Linked DNA regions of Zea mays: region 2 is linked to region 1. The links are chromatin contacts, called in public Hi-C maps. All regions are on one chromosome and are shown on one strand. The core of a region is the stretch at or near the end of the contact, and the rest is flanking DNA. Distances in the headings are between cores, read along the strand shown.

What was found. Hi-C and Micro-C count contacts between places; a contact is called where the count stands out from the background.
Region 2: a contact with region 1 is called in a Hi-C map of tassel, with 2.7 times the contacts expected there. The contact joins the enhancer-like site here to the promoter of LOC100192478 in region 1. A contact is called at or near these places in 5 of 25 Hi-C or Micro-C datasets (ear, leaf, tassel and 1 more).

The regions. Positions count from the first base shown.
Region 1 is chr8:21,309,868-21,313,392 of Zm-B73-REFERENCE-NAM-5.0, forward strand. It overlaps LOC100192478, which reads right to left and starts at 1,683. Exons shown (of 11, transcript NM_001347871.1): 1 at 1,185-1,683; 2 at 794-840; 3 at 619-658; 4 at 319-519; 5 at 1-14. The coding sequence starts at 1,397.
Region 2 is chr8:21,517,044-21,520,568 of Zm-B73-REFERENCE-NAM-5.0, forward strand. No RefSeq gene overlaps it. Among protein-coding and RNA genes, the nearest start is that of LOC103634918, 41 kb to the right of the region's middle. Within about 2 kb of position 1,543, at least 20 of the 20 cell types and tissues checked have an H3K27ac peak or open chromatin away from gene starts, as enhancers often do. A contact at or near this core is called in ear, leaf and tassel, where this site is marked.

The DNA.
Region 1 (3,525 bases), core at 433-2,932:
CCCTTGTATCCACCCTACACATTACACACACATAATTAGTCCAGAAATGAAACAAGGCCGGCTCGAAATGTTTTATAAGTATCATCCTCACAACATTAGACAACATAATGTGGCAAGGTGGCAACATGATAAGTCTATCATTGTTTTGCTATCAATAATTGTAATCTTGACCAATCCAATTAATTAAATAAGCAGTTGAGAAATGGTTCAAATGTTGTGATCTCGGATTATTCTTTGTTTTAAAAAAAACATGTTCAAATTAACTAGTAAACAATGTTTTTTCACAGGACGAACACCATTAAACTCCTCGGTCCTCACCTCTATGCCGACGACGCTGGAGACGCCATACATATCATACAAGCCGCAAACAAGCTCGCGGATGACCGTGTTCAATCCCGGGCAGAGGCCTCCACAGGTGACAATGGCGGCGTTCACCTCATCGGACTGGAAGTACACCCGCTGCCGTGGCCCGGCACGCCGGAAGTGGGTGCCCCTGGCACTGGTCTTATGAACAACAATCTGCAGATAGTCAAGTCATGCCACAGGATCAGCACCCGAGCAAGACCGCCACGATGGAGCCTCCAATTCACTGTTTGCCGCAGAGAAAGAAAGCCTCACCTTCTGCGTGACGGTGTCGTCTGGGTTGACGAAATACTGCCTGGGAGGAAGAACACGTGGCGGGGAGAAAGGTCAGCTTTGGAACGAACATCCGTGTCTGGATGGATAAGGATCAAGTTGGAATGGAAATAGTGAGATGGAAGCACGAGACGAGAAGAAGAAGAAGAATTCATACTTGACGACTGAATACGCCGGGTTGTCTTGGAGAGGATTCGGGTATGTCTGCAGATCGACGACATCAGTGATCAGTGAAACATAAAAAAAAGTTCATATCATGTTTTTTGCTGTTTGCCTTTCTCTCGGATGCTGATTCTCCCTCTGATACAAACTCTATCGGAGGAACCAGCCACTTTTTACTGTCAGATCAGTATGTGAAAACTCAAATCCAAACTAGAATCCGCATGCTCTCAAGTCTCAACCTAAGATAGACCAAAAGGGGGTGGGGGGCAGAAACCAGAATCACACAGAACGAAAAAAAAAAGAAGGAACTTTCCAGTTCACGCCGGGAACTAACCGTCAGGAACCCAACGTGACACACCAAGAGGATGGGGGACTCTCGAACGCACCGGGAGCTGGGGCATGTAATCCGTGAGGTGCGGCACGTCCTCGAGCACGTAGCCGGCGTCGCCGCCCACCAGCTTCTTCTTCGTCGCCCACTTACTCGCCGAGGACGCCTTGGCGCCGCTGTTGGCGGCGGCGGGGAAGGGGTCCTTGAGGTCAAGCAGCTTCTTCTTCTCCGGCGCCGCCACGGGGGCAGGAGTGACGCCGACGGCTTCCATCGCAGGGGGTCCGTGCCGCCGCCCGCCGGTGAGCACAAAGCAAGCTTTCTTGTCCGCTCGCCTTGTGCCCGCGCGATCAGCTAGGAGCCTCGGTTCAACCCCCGCGGCGAGCTAATAAATCTTTTCTGCGAGTAACCTGAGGCTGTTCTTGGCGTCTTCGGAAGGCGCGGACCGTTATATATCGTGTTTGGGCTGGATTAGCGCTCTGCGCCGCCCGTTAAACGTCGTGTTTGACGACGGCGACGGACGGAGGAGGACCGAAGGGGGGCAGCGGGAGGAGAGAAGCTTCGCCGCTTTGGATTTGGAACAAGGGCAGGGTTTCCGCTTATTTACAGTCCTGCCATCTCAGTGCGTGCCGCACTGTTTGGAGGAAGAAATACCCCTCCCATACCGTACGTATAGATAGTGGAATATCGGTATGGCGTGCAACTTTTTTTTTTTGTTATTTTTCCTTCCACGTTAGTACTGGGGTCATCGGTCACGGCAGGGTTTGTTTACTGTATTGAAAAATGTGGTATAGAAACTGTTTAGTTTGAATGTTGACTGTTAAACTGTATTGAAAATACTTGAAAAATCTTATAAACCCAAAGGATTTTGTGAATACATGGTTGAGATGTGTCCATAGTGTGAAAGATGAGTGATTTTCAACATGATCAACTTTGAATTAACGTTGACCAACTTGAGAGTGATTCGTGACATGTGTAACATGTCTCTTGACTTATGGTATATATGTGTGAAGCTCGGGAATGGTCGATAATAAAGGTGAGGATCAAGCAGGTTTGTGCCGATAAATAGCAAACAGTGAAGGGCAAACAAACACAAACAGTGAAGGGTAAACAACAAAGTTTGGACTAAGGGATCGGAGAGCATGAAGATGGAACATATGGCTGACACCTGGAGTTATCGACAATTGCAAGAGTATATGGAAGAATAGACTGTTTAACTATATTTTAGGACAGAGCGAGTATTTTTGAGTACACTAATGGTTGAATATATACATGTATTAAATACCATATAGAGTGTAAAAAAGTCCGTCTTACTAGCTACGCGCGTCCAACAATCTCCCGTTTGAGATGTCTGAGGCTAAATTTGTACGCTGTGTTTGCCGAGGTATACAATAACCCAATCACGTCCTCTGCTACTGCTGCCACTACCCCTGTTGGGGATCTCAACACTATCTTGGTAGGCTGGTAGCTGATTTTTTTTTTCGGTGGACCCTATACTACACCAATGTAGCAACAAGCTTAAGCTTGTACAAGGCATTGTTTTTGGATAAAGGGGAGTTTATTTCATTAAGCTAATGAAAACAGTGCCCGGTCTCTACATTAGCCAATGTATTGGACCAACCAAAAAAGATAGCTTGTACAAGGCATGCATGTGGCGCATCTTTTCCTAATCCTTTTGGCTCCATTTCCATGCACGGACTCGAGGACGACGGTGGCCGGCCGGCGGTGTGTCGTGAACCAGGGGCACAAAGTGGAAGGCTGCGCAGCCGTGGATCGGTGACGGTCCATTCTTTTGTTTCTAGACTGCTAGACTGGCTAGGGTAGAGATAGCAATAGAGACCCTTCCTGATTACTCATGGAGAATTTCTTTATTAGTGTTAAATCAGAGGAAATTAGAGAGACTAAATTCACATTTTTATTCAATTTTAAATACAAAAGGTTTTTATAATCCATTCAATCTTCTCTAGTTTTCTTGCTCCTAAACTAGTTCTCAGGGAATAGGGATGGGGAATATCTTCTTCCACATGGATGCAAATGAGGAGAAATTCTTCTCCGACGGGTATACGGGGACGGAGATGGAGATGAGAAAGCATTCCCCACCCCTTTTTTCGTGGGGACCCGTTAAACTTGCACATAACATTTTTATGTAATAGCTAATAATAAAAATAAATAATTATCTTGTTAAAAGATCACTCATTATACAGATGTGTTTATTTTGATACACATATAATGATTTTTACATCTGACAATGTGTATATAAGTGATGATGTTTTGCATTAATAATATATGAAGTATGTCCTAATTATAATTTAAGAGGGGATAGGGATGTCCGATAAGAATTTATCCTCGTGGGGAACAGAAATAGGGAAGAAATATCCCCGCAAGCGTTCGTGGGGATCTTA
Region 2 (3,525 bases), core at 293-2,792, 210 kb after region 1:
TCGTTCCGCTTTAAATATTAATTTATTTCTTTTCCGCATTAAACGATTGTTTTATAATCATCTTGACCTATCTAGCTATAGCTAGCTCGAAGGACTTGCGCATATGCGGATGCATGCGGCATCACAGGTATATCTCGTTTCGGTATATTAATTGTTCATCTTTTTGCTTGCAGATCTGCACGCAGATTTTATACAGGGGTGGAATTTCAGCTAGGATCGATGTTTTTAATAGCGGGTTATAACATTTAGCGGCGCTCTTCTCCAAATCTATAAAAAGTTATGTCAAACTGTAATAAAAAAATATATTATTATTTATCAGTTTTATAAAAATATATAATTTGATACTAGTTATGCATGAAAACATATCGGTAGAAAAAAAATATGAGTACTCAGCTACATGCACAATATCTAGGAGAATATGTTTCTATGCTCGTTACTTAATATTTGTCATATCAATCAACGTAGTCACCGTTGCGATCAATATTCCTTATTTAACAGTTAAATAAGTATTCAAGTTTTATTTATTAGGTGAATAACTTAAAGGGTCGGGAGACATAAACTATAGTCCTGTAAACGAAAGAATAGAAACCTCTACTACCTTAGTCAAGAAATTAAGCTCCGATACTATAGAGTATACCTACTAGGTCACGACATTACCAACTTAATCACACGAGGATTTTTATAGAGCTTTAGGCCGCAATGTACGTAATACTCTACTTTCTCTTGCTGATCATAGGTTTTCTAATGCCACCCTGACCGGTTTGCTTTCTAAGTCTCCTAGGTTTTGGTGGATCCTACTTGGGATTGGGAGTTCAATGTTTTTGACGTTGTGACCATAAATTGAATGCTTATCTACCACCTCATTTATAATCTAAAGAAGGAGGAGTATTACACGTATATATACCTATTGTGGCTCCTGCGCGCACTTATGTCATAGAGCCAACTGCCCACATATTGTCTTACATCTCTTGCGGTAAGCATGCACTAATGTAATCATGTTGTTTTTTTTCGTCTTGGTGTATTAATGGTCTCTTCTCTCTTGTACCTTTTACTACAAGCATCATCCTTTGTATTATCCTACCTATTGTGTGTGCGTCAAGGCGGAAACTTGCTCGTAATATCACATTAAATACAAACGCTGGCGAGGTTATATATCCTTAGTTTGACAACTACTATACTAGCTACTTGGGTAGGCACTATAACCTATGATATCGACCTTTATGACACAGGTGTTTGGCTACGGGTACTACCCATGTATCTTAGCGTGTGGTCTTTGCTAAGGATATGTTTATTTTGATGACGTAAGGACAATATGCTCAAATCCATATTACACGGCCGACACTAACTATGTTACCAAACATCATAAGAACATCAGTGTTAAAAAAAACATCACAAGAACGTCTACGCTAAGCGGAGTTGTCGGTTGTCTCATCGGAACTGCACATCCAAGTGCAAGGAAATAAATTCCTTGGGCTAGATGGGCCCTGGAGGATCGCTTTCCTACCAACGCTGATGGGCCGACTGGTGGGCCGGAACTGGAAGGCCGTGGAGGCATCGCTGACGCTAAGCTGTAGGAGGGAGGAGTGCTTGCCAGCATGCCATGTCATCTTCTTCGTCGTACATCCATTCCAGCTTGGCAGTAAGAACGCTTCGCAGACGCAGGCCACCTCCCATTTATTTACCGCGGGCCTCAGTTGGTCCAGGCGCATCAGCTTTACCGCGCGAGCGAGCTGATTTGTTCGCTGGGCGTTCTTTTGTGTGGCAGACAGCGGCTCGTTTGGGATTGGATTCCAGCCAGGGCGTGAAATTACGTGCCCTGAGACTCTGTCTGAACCTCGTGCTTTGGAGTAAATTCCTCGGGATGTGACAAGGAAACAGTCCACCAGTCTGTCTGGGCATTCCCAGAATCCAATCGTGTGACGTCCTGGTCGTTCAGAAACAGTGAACGGATTACTGTATCTCTCTCTCCCCGCACTGCTTCTGCTTCTGTCAGTTCAACGCTACTGCATGTTCTTCCTTTCTTTTCTTTTTTTGCGCTTTTTTTCTCCGGAAGTTTCACAGCTCCAAAACGAAGAATCAAAGCAGTGCATCTCGTTTGAATCCTGACATGTGAGCAGGATGATGTTCTAGTCTAGATCGATTCCTACTCCATGCTTTCAAGACTTGAATTTTCCATCCTTCACTCTGCCCGCAGGCCGCAGCTGCTCCAGTTACCATGTTCCGGACGGTGTGTCCACTGCAAGAATGCACTGCTCCGATCCAACCAGGGACGGGCAGGAGAAGAGAATCTCTCGATCCGCTCGCTCTGCCGAAGAGACGCCTGCGCCGTTGTCCGCGGGCAGCGACCACGGCCAGCGGCGAGACCTGAATCCTGCCCTGCGTGGCCCAGCCCCGAGGTCCCAGCAGACAGTAGTCCTGTCCTGTACGTGGAATTCCTCGCGGTCGCGGCAGGGCAGCGCTGGCCGCTGGACATTTTGGCGGGACTGTTTGAAAACGGCTGCCCGGCGCAGGAGAGCGTTTGAATCGCTGCTGGTCACTGCTGGATGCTCCGGTTTGGGAGTCCGAGCTCGAGCTCTGCGGTGGTCCGCCACCGTCGGAGCTCGGAGCAAATGAAACAAGCCCTGGCCCCTGGGTACCGCTGGCGATGGGCGGCGGCAGGTCTACCAAGGTTTTTATGATAGCGGATCAGTGAGGTGCGGGCTAGAGCAATGATGGAGGATCGCGGTGGCGCAGACGCGCGCAGTTCAGGCGTCGTCTCGTCCCCCCGGCCCCGGTCCACTCACTCGCAGGTCTGGACACCCACGGGTTTTGAGGGGATTTCGCGAGGCGTGGATTCCCTCCGACAGAGGCTCAGAGGCACTGCTGGGGTGCCGTCCGGTGGGTCTGCCGTCTGCCCGTCGGCTTCCGGCCGTCCGCAGCGGTTACCTCTAAATTTTTTCCCCTATATCACTTTTTTGCGTCACATTATCAACATTTCATCCCTTACTTTTCCATCTCCCGCAGCGGTTTCCCCTATATTTTCCCCCTATACCCCACTACATTTATAAAATATCACTATCCAACTTTATTCATCATTTATTACATTTTTTCTTCATCTATTAAATAACCCGCCGTACAAAAAACAGAGGGAGAGAGGAGCCACGGAAGCACGCTGTCTGCAGCGTGTCACTGTTGGCTACCGCTGCGTAGAGAGCCTTTTAGAGAACTGCGCTGCGCGCATAGGGACGTCCCTGTGGCCGCCATATAAGGGAAGGGGGCGCCGCGCGGCTACCGCTGCCGGCAGCCTCAGGCCCCGCCGCGCGTTCTTGCTGTGCTCTGCCCTCTGCGCCGCCGCCCACCACGACTATGCGAGATGGTGGTTCAGCTGCAAGGATTCGCTGTCGTCGGCTGCAGATTGCCTAGGCGGCAAGGCAAGAATTGGCATAGAACCCGACGTGTAAAACCAATACACATGCGAGATCACGCAGCTACCCCCGGCCGTTCCCAATCCAGCTCCAGCCTCAACGTTCCATCGCTGCAAGACTC